3 separate regions of the Mus musculus genome follow, and regions 2 and 3 are each linked to region 1. Evidence: chromatin contacts called from public HiCAR-type and promoter capture Hi-C data. All regions are on one chromosome and are shown on one strand. Each heading gives the region's core, a stretch centred on a gene start, on an enhancer-like site or on the middle of the called end of the contact. The rest is flanking DNA. Distances are from core to core; before and after follow the strand shown.

Evidence for each region. HiCAR-type assays count read pairs that join an accessible place to other places. Capture Hi-C pulls out chosen DNA fragments and counts their contacts.
Region 2: a promoter capture Hi-C map of adipose tissue shows a contact between it and region 1. The contact joins two enhancer-like sites. A contact is called at or near these places in 3 of 115 datasets of contacts at active chromatin or transcription factors (all in embryonic stem cells) and 1 of 9 other capture datasets (adipose tissue).
Region 3: a HiCAR-type map of fibro-adipogenic progenitors shows a contact between it and region 1, with 4 times the contacts expected there. The contact joins two enhancer-like sites.

Annotation. Positions count from the first base shown.
Region 1 is chr4:86,193,908-86,198,263 of GRCm38.p6, forward strand. All of the region lies in intron 4 of Adamtsl1 (ADAMTS-like 1), which reads left to right. Among named protein-coding and RNA genes, the nearest start is that of Adamtsl1, 140 kb to the left of the region's middle. Within about 2 kb of position 2,099, at least 2 of the 459 cell types and tissues checked have an H3K27ac peak or open chromatin away from gene starts, as enhancers often do. A contact at or near this core is called in adipose tissue and fibro-adipogenic progenitors, where this site is marked.
Region 2 is chr4:86,357,014-86,361,369 of GRCm38.p6, forward strand. The region is part of intron 20 of Adamtsl1 (ADAMTS-like 1); the gene reads left to right. Among named protein-coding and RNA genes, the nearest start is that of Gm33730, 82 kb to the right of the region's middle. Within about 2 kb of position 2,043, at least 14 of the 459 cell types and tissues checked have an H3K27ac peak or open chromatin away from gene starts, as enhancers often do. A contact at or near this core is called in adipose tissue, where this site is marked.
Region 3 is chr4:86,028,310-86,032,665 of GRCm38.p6, forward strand. It overlaps a transcript of Adamtsl1 not described here. Among named protein-coding and RNA genes, the nearest start is that of Adamtsl1, 23 kb to the right of the region's middle. Within about 2 kb of position 2,047, at least 35 of the 459 cell types and tissues checked have an H3K27ac peak or open chromatin away from gene starts, as enhancers often do. A contact at or near this core is called in fibro-adipogenic progenitors, where this site is marked.

The DNA of each region.
Region 1 (4,356 bases), core at 849-3,348:
TTGATCATGGGGAAGTTAGCTTCTCAACCTCAGTGTTATAATCTGTACTCGAAACCATTTAAATATAAAAAGAAATAATACTTGTGGAAAAATAATACTTGTGGAGAATTGTCTGAAAGAGAGACAGCCAGTTCATTTCGCTGGCTCTGGAGTGGTAAATTGGTTTAGTCTTCTCATATAACAACCATAGTCTATTGGATTTGGTTCCTAGAGCATAATGGCTTTAAGCATCCAGGGCCACGTAAAAGCTCAGTGGCAAAGAATGCTGCAGTTGCTCAGCATGTCTGCTATGGGTCTGGGCAGGGAGAGTAGCTGCATATGGGCCATATTTTTGCCTAGCCCCAAGGGTCCCGGTGTTCACCCTGGGATTAGTGCAGACAGTTCCAGCGCTTTGTACCTAGATGATTTGTTTATGTTTCTTAAAATGCCTTGTATCCAATATTCTCTAACCGTTATGCTTCATTAGAGGTCCTTGGGAAATTATGCATCTGGCATTTGGGTCCTTTGAGGTTTTCCTGTGCCCATATTTTTTTTTAATCCATTCATTATACAGACACGAGTTAGGTCTACTACAAGGAACACATCACCTATACATTTTGAAATGATCCAATACGTTTCTCCTTTTACACAGTTGCTCTCCTTTCTTCTATTCTGAAAAGTTCAAATACAGGCACAGCACATAATCCCACTTAGCATGCAGCAAAGCTATGCATGCTCATGGTACGCAATACATATAGTTTCCTCATGTCTGGACTTACTCTTCCTAACCTTGGTTTTTCTTTTGGCTTTGTTGACCCATTTAAAAGGTTTTTTTTCCATTATATTACATCAGAAATATGTGCTATACATCTTATTGTAAAGATCTTAATCTTCGAAGAATCTGATTGGATGTTTTATACCTCCCCTGCTTCTAAGCATAATTAGGAGATGAGGTATAATATCTGTAAGAGCATACTGTCTCCCATACAATTTTGTCTAGATTAAATAATTCAGAGATGCTCAGATCAGATTTGCAGTTTAGTTTTCCATATTTGTCTTTCCCAGTGCTGAAAATAGAAGGATTTAACAGTATCTTACCTCATGGGTTGGATCACGAAAAGCTTGACATCATTGGCTCAGTATTTGATGTTTGCAGTTGAGGTCTTTATGGGAAACCATTTGAAACAGGGCCAGCATGAACCATCTAAGATCATGTATCTAGGGTATAGCATCTGCTTATGGATTACACTTATTCATGTTATAAAAATGACTGGTTTGTTGAATTGGTTTTCTTCTGTGACTTCTAGTCAAGATGTTTTTATATATTACGGCATCTAGAGAATTCCAGTCTCTTGTTCCACCTATTCTGTTGCTATCAGCTGTGGAAAGTGAAGGAAGAAAGACCTTTCAGCATGCACTGAAGGCCTGCTGCCTAAAATCTGCAAAATGTGTTGAAAGTCAGTGAGCCAACTGGGATTGCCGACTGTGGTAGCAGTATTTGTTTAAGGAGCCCTTTCCCTACTGACTTTAGCAAGTCTTGATAAGAGAAGGAACATCGGCAATGTAATATTCATATTTTCTAGTCATAAAGAAAGAAAAGGGCTGTATGTTTGCGCACACAAAACATCATGTGTCTAAAATGTAAGAGCCAAACAAGGTTGTCTATTAGTTGCATATAAATATCCAAAAGACTGTTATTAATACTAGTCAATCTCGCCAGGTGGTGTTGGTGCACGCCTTTAATCCCAGCACTTGGGAGGCAGAGGTAGGCGGATTTCTGATTTCGAGGCCAGCAAAGTGAGTTCCAGGACAGCCAGGGCTATTCAGAGAAACCCTGTCTCAAAAAAAAAAAAAAAAAAAAAAAAACTAGTCAGTCTCAGAGAATTATTGATGCTATTTTGCTTGTCTGTACATTTCATTGTTTTTAAAATGTATTGTACTTCATAGCACTTGAAATAAGCATTTGGTAAACTTAGCTATACTGTGCAATCATTTTGATGGCATGAGGCTAGACCCCTGCTCCAACTGATATTTAGTAGCAGAATATGAAGCTACATCTGACCAAAATATTCAGCTAGATTTTCATCCTTTTCCAGAAGATTCTCTGCAGCTGCCAAAAGAGTGAGTGGACATTATCTCACTTCAGTGTCTTGTCCAGAATGGGGTGGATCTGGGAACTCTGTGACCTGAACATAGCCTTCCATGACATTTTATTAATAATGAGTGTAGGTGCACTTGGGAAATAGTCTCCAGTACGTTGTCCTTTACAGTAATTCCTGTTCGTGTGTCAGGACAGGGGTTTAAATGTGGCCTCTCATCGTTTGTGACATGCTTTTTTATTTGTACACACAGATACATGCACACAAGTACAACCACACACACTCACCCCTTGTGGAGTGGGCTTTAAGTCCAAGCAGAAAGTGGCTGATTACTCCCATAACGCCCATGCCGCTATTGTGCCAGTGGGCATATCTTGCCAGAGTGGTTATTGTTATAACTTGCAGTTTTCACATCTGGGTAAGATTACTGGAGACTTTTCTCTCCCAGTAGCATACATAGAATCTTCCAGCACTATGAAAGCTAAGCAATGGGAATGATACTTCCAGATCAGTACCAACTTAATTTGTCCATGTTTTATGACTCAGACATGTGGTGTCTTCAGCCACAGGATCTTTATCATTATGTGCCATAGGCTAGGCAAGAATAATGGCGATGGGCTGTAATGACTGAAGTGGGTATTGTGGGAGCCCACTAATGACTCATAGATAAGTAACATTGACACTGGGCTTTTTATTTGATAGCCTATGGTATCTGGGAAGTTTGTTTTCTAGATAGTGGGAAAACCACAGATCTCAAATTATCTACAGCCTGGTGTTCAGGCAAATATGTTCACTGACCAAGCTCCATGTCAGTTCTGTAACCATCAGAGTTAGGGGTGTAGAAAAGAAATTCCAAAATAATAGTGGCTTAAACTAACAGAGATATGTTCTCTTGCAAAAAGAAAAATAAACTAAGATATAATCAGTCCCAGTGTGGTACAGGAACTAGGTTCTTTCCTCTGTGCTGGTCCATCCTTAGCATGGTCTTTTAATTCTCTAGGTTGTCTCATTTTTATGATAGGAGCTATCAGGAAGGAAAGCAGATAGAGCTTACTAGAGGGTACTAGATACAGGGTACTTAAGCTATGTCAGATTCTTTAGTCTTCCCAGGACACATTATATTGCCATTTATATTTCAACAGTTACAATTTAGATATATGACCAAGGAGAAATGCCTTCTTTTAACTCAAAATATCACCACCTCAAGAGCCTGTATTATAGAGAAAAACATGAGACATTTATACCAGGAACAAACCCATAGTCTCCTATCTATAAAGAAAAGGCTGAAAAAGCATAGAACTATAGAGAAGTTAACTCTAGATTCTGGAAACATCTTTCTTTGCACAAAGGATTCTTAATTTAGAATTTGAAGGGTCAGTAGGAGTCCTCCAAGTAAAGAATTGATCAAGAATGTTCAGTATAGAAAGTATAAAATGCTCAAAGGAACAGAAAGTTCTAGCATCATACTTAACAATTCAGTCCATTTCTACATTCCTGGTTACTTTCTTTTCTGTTAATAATAGATCTGAAGGTAAGAATTTAAATTCTAATTAATCCTAATAGTTATTCATAATCAACAGATTAAAACATGTCAGGAATGATTATGCTGATAGAATTGCAAACAATTTTCTACTTGGACCAAAATAAGAACATTTCATTTGATGATAAAATATTCCACATTTTAAAAATAATTGAGTTAGAATATTTTGGCATCTTAAAAGGGAATTGATACAAAGGAAGAGAAACGTAAAAATAAAGCAATTCTGTCAGAGAGCTATTTGTGTTTAAACATTGAAATTAAGCAACATTTAGAACTGACTTGGTTCGTATCCTAGGGTCTACAAACCCACCCGGAGAGCACGAAGTCAGGCTCTGGCCAAGTTCCTCAGAAAGAATGTCACCTCTTATTTAGCAATCCCTAGTATGATTGTTTTTTTGGATCTAAGAAAGCTAAATTGTTCTTTTCTAAACATGGCTTTGGAGTTATAAGAAGTCTTTAGGATTATGGAGGGTTTTTTATAATTATCTCCCACGGTTCCATTAAAGACACGAGAATCCATTAAGAATTTTCCAGAGAAACTTAAATCTTTCAAGAAACCTGAAAATTCTATCATTTAAGAAGGGAATCCAGTTAGGTTTGAGATGCTCAAGAGCACAAATTCTAATGCCCACTGCCCATCTTGTCTGCCCTTCTCTATAGGCGAAAATCCTATGAAGTTAAACATGTCTTTCTTCACTGAGCAACAGAGCCCTGAACTCATGACTCTTGAGTGGTGTG
Region 2 (4,356 bases), core at 793-3,292, 160 kb after region 1:
CTAGGAAAGCCGGCTTCACCCATACTGACCTCATCCATCCGTGGGGGGATTATGTTGTCACACTGTACTCCAGTCACACATGCTACTCTCTTTTGTATCTGTTTTTGCAACAGTGTTTCTGCCCCTGTGACTTAAGGCTCATCGGGAAAGGGACCTGTAGTAGCTTTGCAGGGAAGATGAAAGTTGATAATGAAGAAGGCAAGCTAAGGTGCCCTAAGGGGGACTAAAGACTCTGCTTGGTAAATGTGTGTGTGTGTGTGTGTGTGTGTGTGTGTGTGTGTGTGTGTGTGTAAAGTGTTTGCTCTTTCCTAATTGCATTCTAGTTCCAATCTTCATTCTTCTCTATACAGAATCCAGATGTTCAGCAACAATCTTCTAAAATCTCTTCTGGTGTCTACTCTCCAACCCACACCTACATGGGCACTGTTGACATACTTCCAATTGCTAGTCAGTGGGGAATTAATTCTCTTGTTTATGTTGAGCTAGACACAGTTCAGCTCTGCCATGGACTAAATACCCTCATTTGCTGGAATTGAATACAATGAATAGAAACCTGGGATTTAGGCAAAGCTATTGTAACATCAGACTCATCTTCAACTCTTTGAAGGCAAGCTGCTGGGAGCTGCCAAATGTTCCAAAGCCAGAGAAGAGAAACAGAGGGTCTAAAGAGGCACCAAGCAAGGGGCTGAGTAATGAAGTATGGCCGTAGACACCATGCCCAGGATTTAGGAACAATGTGCCCATCCTTCAGCTGCTGTGTTTGTTCGAGTCTCCTGAAAAACCTTTTAAACAGCTCCTCTAAAAGCAGGGTGGGAAGTGTTGGTGTGCCAAAAGATCATGATTGCCAGCTACACCTCTGCCAATGTTGGGGAACACTCACCTATAAAACTCAAGGTTGGGGTTTCTAGGTGCTTACGGATTAGGGAATGCAGTAGAACAGTCTACCTAAAATAGAGAAATAGCTGGGATTCTGTTCAAGTCAAACATAGTAGCTCACACCATTAATCGCACTACTTAGCTGAGACAGGAAGATATGAGCTCTGGGCCAGCCTGAGCTACTTAGCAAACTCCATTCCAGCAGAGGTTCCCTAGTGAAACCTCATCTCAAGACAAAGATGCTTCTTCACAATATATGTCAGTGAGCTAAGCATAACCTGAGGTTAGAGGTGGGAATGGATACTGAACACTTCTACATTTGCTTACCAGTTATACTCGTTATTAGCTACATGATCTCGGGAGAAAAAAAATGTAGAGAGTCTTGAGTATCAGTGAAATTAATACTATCCACAGGGTGGTATGAGTTGAATAAGGCTGTAGGTGTATGACTGATGAATATTGGAAATAGAGTACACCACTTGGTTATCTAGAACTCAGCAATGAAGACATACATACAAGTAACATTATATGTACAAAGGAAGTTATATTTAGGGATATATGTGAGTATACATATATGTATGCAATAACAGGCTATGAATTTGAAGGCAAGGGGAGAGGAATATATGGGAGAGTATGGAGGAAGGAAAGGGAAGGGATAAATTGTAATTATATCTGTGTGTGTGTGTGTGTGTGTGTGTGTGAATAAAAGTGCTTATTTATAGCAGTGCTGGTAACATCATTCACACTCAGTAAATGTTAGCTTTCTTTCTCTAGCCCTGGTAATGTGAAAGTCCTTGGAAACAGCTCCAAGACTGGAAACATCAGCCCAGCTTTGTGTCCACACTGTTTTAGCCTGAGTCTTCAACACCAACTGAGTTCACTTGTGGTCGGATTCTTATAAATTCTGGTGCTGCTGTACACTTGGAGAAATTGCAGTGTTCTTGGGTTGTTTGTTTGTTTTTCTGCACTGAGGCTCAAGATAAATAAGTGCCCTGATAGTCTCATAAGAAAAGTACAGGCTTTGGTTCTGTGGGTCCCCCTTGTGTAGTTCGAGGGAGCCTCAGAACATAGGCTTGTGTCACACTTGGCCACTTCCTATGCTGTTTCTTAACTTGCTGACCTCATTTCTTCATCAGTCCAGCCATGAGAATCACCAGGAGCTCCCAGAAATAGTCTGTGATGACTAAATTAACTCATTGGTGTAACATGCTTAGAACCATCATGCCCAGCACATCTTAAGTGCTCAACTGCTTGTTAGCCAGAATTACAATTTATAATGTCAAACCAGAATCAACTAATGTTTAGAGCATAGAGAAACACCGTTTTCAGAGATACAATGCTTACCAGCACCTTGTGAAGGCCATTTCTCTCTGTCTCTCAGGCAGCTGGAGAAGCTGACTTAGCCAACTGAAAACTGCTTAAGCATCCAAACTGAGGTGGCTTCTGATAAGTACTGTTTCCAGCAAGGGAGGTGGCTTGTGATGAGAATACAGGGAGAGGCCCAAGTCTCATTTTGAACACCGCTTACTTAATGTGCAAGTATAATCGTGCTAGGGAAAGAGAAGTTTTTGATGTGTACAGATATCAGCAAGAGATTGGAACACCACCAGTCAGGTTCTGCTTTGAGTCACCTTGCTAGGAAGCCTTCCCAACCAGAGTAGCACTGGCAGTGTTTTGAAGCAAAGCAGGAGTTTCCTGGTAAATTGCTTCCGTGTGGCTCGGTTAGCTCCACTTACCAATACAGATGAGAGCCTCTCCAGGTGGAGACTGCTGCTGAAGTCATACCCAAAACGGAAGTGTTTCTGGTTGTCATTGATTTTATAAGATCACAAAAAAGATACTATAAGGCCAGCTTGGCACCATCAGTGGAAAATGAGAAGATGAGAGCTAAGGGGTGGGTGTATCTGTCATGGAAAGGAGAGAGCACAGATGAGCTCATCTCAGGCTTACATGGGGAGCTAGAAAATGCTTCTCCTTTCCTGGCAAGTTTTCCTGTCTTTTTGTGAGTTGAGTATCTGACACATTTTGTGTCTAATAAAGAGATCAGAGAGACCCTGCTAAGGAAATGAAACTAAAAGGTAGTTGTTTTGAAACTCTTTCTCTACCCCTCCTCATCATGATTTAGTGGCTGCAATAAAAAGGGAAAGTAGCTGTGTAAGTTTTTCATAATGTTAAGTCATTTCAAATTGGTGGTCCTCAAATTTTGAAACCAGCAGTTGTTAACCTGAGAGTTTTCTTCATCAAGTTAGACTCAAAGAGGGCCTTGTCACCAGTAGCAAAGTCTGACAAAAGAAACTTTTCTCCAGTGCCCCAATCAAAATGAAAGCTAGACAAGAATGACTGTGTCCCAGTGGTAGCCTGAGTCACATGGTGCTAGCCATTGACTGAGTCAACCTGCCATCAAAAGGACCTTAGTACTGGCTAGAATGGTAAATGACCAACGCTTAAGTACAGAAACAAAGAGTCCACCAAAGATCTGCACTTCATACTTAAAACTAAAGATGAGAATACAGCAAATTTACTTGGCTTCCAAGAAGACGTAAGGAAACAAATAAGAGACCAGAAAGTATTGTGGGCAGGCTCGTCTCAACCCTATGGAAAAAGGAAAAATTTCATGTCTAGCAGAGTACAGAAGGATGGGGAGTTAGGTAGATGAGGGGTGCAGCATGCCTTTGTCATGGTTTTTAAGAGAGGCTGCAACTGCCTAGATCTATGTCCACGATGTTCGCTTTATAAAGGACTCTGTATGCAACAGTTAAAGGGAATGGCAGAACTCTGCGTTGTTTGTTCTCTTGAGGTGTCAAGTTCAGTTGATTAATTAGAAAACATAGTAGCAGGATCCCAAGGACCATGACACTCTGGCATGGGAAAAAGAAATACCTAAGGAAATTCGTGATAAAGTCAAGTCAGCCGGGGCACGTTTAGAAAAGGACTGTGGGCCACACTTGTCTTCTGATGCTCGGGACCCTTTGGATTTATACTAAAACACACTGAGCGAACAGAATTTCAAGGGTCAAGAAATTCCCATCCTTCCTCATTCTTGCTCAGGTTAACTAATAGCCACAGTGTGACCCCGGATGATTACAAACTTTTTTCCAGATTTCTTGAGATATGATTTATGTTTTGTAAAACCCTCCCACCGTGGGTGCACAGTTCAGATATTTATTCAACAAGTCTATATCTTTTTGTAACTATTCCCAAAAAATGAGGATTTCTTTCATTTTTAAAAGTTTCATCAAGGTATTGTCCATATATAGCAGACAACTTCACAGAAGCCAGTGACATATGGTATATTCAGAGTTCTGCATCTGTCATCACATTCACCTTTAGAGTACATTCTCATTCCTCCCCAAATGAACTTCATGCCCCTTAACTATCACTCCCTAATCTCCAAAGTATTTTGTCTCTACAAAGCTATCTACCCTGAACAGGTTTGTGTATGATTATGTAAATGGAATCATACAATACTTTGTCTTTTGC
Region 3 (4,356 bases), core at 797-3,296, 170 kb before region 1:
GAACGCACACATGGAAGTCATACCTATAATCCTAGACTTCAGGTGAGACAGAAACTCGAGGACCTAGGAAGCTCATTGGCTACCCAGTCTTGCTGCAGGTTCAGTGACTCTAAAAATCAAGGTAAAAGGTGATTAAGAAAAGATGCCAGACATTGACCTTGGGCCTCCAGCTGTGTGTGCACACACATAAGCATTCCCACATATGTCCATGAGTAGATGCACATCCCATACACATGCATTACACACAGAACACACACACACACACACACACACACACGCATGCATGCATGCACACACACACACACACACACGCACAAATGTCAACTGTTGCCAGTATTTGACTCTTTGACTGGTAACATCTAGAATTTTTTCATTTGACTTTTTTGTATTAAATGATCATCAGTCCCCTTTTGCTTGTTTCCATTTAGAAAATTCGAAATGTTAAAACACCTACATTTCTTGTAAAGTGGGAAAAATTATACCTAATAAGATTCAGAACAGTGTGCATAGAACAAAAAGAAGCCAGTATTAACTATTATACTTCTATACCAAATATTTTAGAGTGCCTTACACTTAATCCTTGTTATGTTGATGTATCTCCTCCCACATTTTTTTAAGATGAAGTCTTTTTTGTGGCCCAAGCTAACTTTGGACTCACCAACCTTCTGCCTCTACCTCCCCAGACATGTTCGCTATGACAGGCTGTTCCTTGTTTTCTAGAAGGAACTGGCAGCAGGAATGTTGGTAGCTGGCTTTCGATCATGTAGCCAGGAAGTGACAGAGCCAGGCTTTGATTCCAGAACCTAAGACATCTTTCCCTACTGCACAGCACATTAGCTCAGCTGTTGATCACCTCCAGCGGGAAGGCAGACGTTTAATAAATGCCCAATGGAATAGGGAAGAGAAAAAGCCACTGAGCAATGATCTTTTAGGATTAAAGTTCCAGAAACACTATATGCAGGCTTAAGTCTAAGATGGAAAGTAAATCTCACTTCCAAATTCTCAGTGGGAAGGTATACCCAGGGGGGGTGTTGACATCAATATTAGTCTGGATTTGTGCTGGCACGCATATGTGGTTCACTCAAAGCATTTTAAAAAGATGAACTAAAATCTCTGTGCTACTCCGGATTTATTTTTCTTTCTTTAAAATGCAAAAATAATCAGGTATGGGCTTTATCGGCAGGATTTAACATCAGTCAAAAGTCTATCAAATTATAAAAAGTATTCATCACAGAGAGTCAACAGCGAGTGTGCTGAGCAGGCAGTTTGGGCTGGCATGTTTATTGTACTGTGAATATGCAGAAATGGGACCATACAGAAAGCCAGGTGGGTCCATTCCAAGTCTGGACAATCTTTGCAAGCCACAGGAGGTGCTCAGGGCAAGTTGGTTCTCGAAGGAAGTGCAATCAGAAAAGCCAGTGGCACATAATGTTACTAGAAACAACTGCATCTGTGTGTAAACGTGCGTTCCCCCCACACCAGTTCTTCCCTCCGTCCTTCTAAACCAGAAAGGACTTTCACCCTTGGCATTCTTCTATTTGTCTGATAGCAAAATGAAACCTGCTTTGGGACCCAATCCAAAGAAAAAGTTTCATTCCAAAACCTTGAGAAGATGTTCTTGTGTGGTGACATCCTGAGAAAGGCAGTCTTGAGTGTGAGCTGAAGACAGTCCTGATGAGTGAGGGTTGCTTTCAAGTTTCAAATTGACATTTTTTTTCTTTTTTTTTCTTTTCTTTCTTTCTTTCTTTTTTTTTTTTTTTTTTAAGCAAAACTTTCCTTTAGCTGGAGGGGAGGTGAGGCAATCACCAGATCTGGGCCACACAATTGCTGTGCTGATTGTTGACATATTTTTTTGACTAGTTTGGAACAATGGTAGTAGAGAGTGTTTTGAGTTCTGTTTACCACAAGGAACAAAAATCAAAATAAATATCCAATTGGCTTCATAGTGAAGCAAATATTTTCTGCATTATGTAGTAATGAAAGTCCGTGTACACTGTAAATAAAGTTTGCTCAAGGGCTCTGTGAAAAAAAGCCAAGTGTGAAATGACAGCCAGGATTCTACTACAGAGCAAAGAGAGCTTGGAAATTAGTCACAATCCCTGAGGCTGGGGGTTGGAGAATGTTTGCTTTGGTGCCTTTTTATTCTGTAGAAAGTGTAAAGTGCTGGTAGGATTGGCTGCATGCCCTCTGTGTCATTATTCATCGAGATAGTGGGGAAAATAGATGTCATACCTATGGGGAGGTCGAAAGGGGAGACACCACAGACCTCTGTGGGGGAAAAGAGAGCCCTCAAAAGAAAGAAAACTAACAGCATCCTAGTGTTCCGTAAAAGGTCAACTTGGCTCGTCTGTTCACCTGATGAAAGCCGAACCCTAGCCACAGTAGAGTCTGAGCAAGAGGACCCTTGAAGGATTTGACCTCAGACAGACCTATACAAATCCCTCTCAAATGTCCAAAGTCATTCATTGCTTCTTAAAATGAGACTCCTGGCTCCACCCACTGTTCCTCACCTCGCTCTGTACGAATGCTCCCAAGGAGAGCAATGGCGGGGGCTCTGTAGTGATAGGAGCCTGAACTCGGATGTATAAAAACTTCCGCAGTGCTGAGGATTCATGCGCGGTCATGGGAGAAATCCTGTTTGGTTTGTCCATAAACTTTCAGTAGAAAGCTTTGATAGCCCCGCAAACATTTTCAGAACTCCATAAAAACAAAAGATCCGTACGCCCCCTTTCTAACCAGAAAACATGAGAGAACATAAAGTAATTAATAAACAAAACCCTAAGTCTCACTAAGGAGTCCTTTTGTTACCTTCTGAATCCCCAGTTAAGCATCCCTCCAGGGGTTTGCTCTTTTGTGTTGCTTTTGCTGAGCTACTCAGGGAAAAATGTCAAGGAGCCTTGGAGAGAGACGTTTGGCACGCAGAAGCAAGGGTCTGCTGCCAGAGGCCAACGTGGGAAGGACAGACGCAGGACGCTGGATGAGCGAGTCATCCAGTTGGTGTCAAGGGAGAATGATTGCTATTGTAATCAAACCAAGAAGCTTGAAAACTACAGCGATATTGGGGCCAAGCGTCACAGCAGCCAGGAACAGAGCAAAGCATTATAAAGGTCATGCCCTACCTCTCAAATGTTTCACTTCCAAGCCCGGAAACCTTAAGTTAGAAAAATCACCTACCAAAAGCACGTTTTAAAGCTGACCTTAAAGTTCATCATTGTGAATTAAAATAATGGCAAAAACAAAGGTTCTGAAGAGTTATAAATATTAACATAATTCTAGATGGTTTCTACCAGACTCTGAATACCACACCAAGTAAATAATCGTACTGTCCATTAATGTGTATGCTAGGCATTTGCTCTAGCCTAGTCTCTGTGGTCTCTACAATGTAACTACTTCTCTGACGTTGCCTTCTACAAAGCATCCTGTGCCAAAACTGTGACCACTCCATCATACCTCTCTGTGAGAAGGAAATGTGTATATAAAATGTACACATTTGTGTGTCTATAATCTCTCAGTGGTGAGATAATTTTGGTTATTAGTAGTATTAAGCAATATACATTTTGATGGTTAATATCCTTTTCTTGAAAATGTGTCTATGAGTATAATATACAGGAACTTTCTTTGTTCTTGTTCAAATACTATGCCCATTTATGGAGAAAAACTATTCATTGCCAGGAGAAACAATTACTGAAAAATCATATGTACATGTTTCTATGTATGTATATTTAAATTTTTTGTGCGGTATACTTTGATTATATTTTCCCCTTCCTCTATCTATTTCCAGATATTCCCTACCTCCTAGCCATGAAATCTTCTGTGCTTTTAACTTTCATACTTACTCCTATAGATGTTAAGGAAGGCTAACTATGTAAGAGATGAATTGAGGGCTTTCAAGCAGGAACTTTTGAGAATATAACTCAACCCTTTGAACTCCATTGGAAATGGAAAACAGAAAAGGCCTATTAATTAAGTAGCAAAAATTATCCTGAAAATGTGTCAACAGCTCAGATATTTAATTTAAATAAAATATTATGATTTGTCTCCATTATTAGGGCCAGTTATCTTTCTGTTTCTGGACTATATAGTATATGACTGTACTATGACTTAATTTTATCTGCTGCTTTTCTATTAGAGGCAATGTGTTTGATTTAATCAAGTCATAAATAATTAGAAAAAAAAAGTCACATTAAAATTAATATTTCCTTGTTGGTACAATGTACTTTGATAAATAGTATTGTTAACTCTCATGTTGTCAAACTTTGCAAAGGCTTGTGTCCAGAATATGTTAAAAAAAAAGTCTCTAATACCTCAGTAATACAAAAATTAGCAACTCAGCATAAACTGGACAAAATATCAACA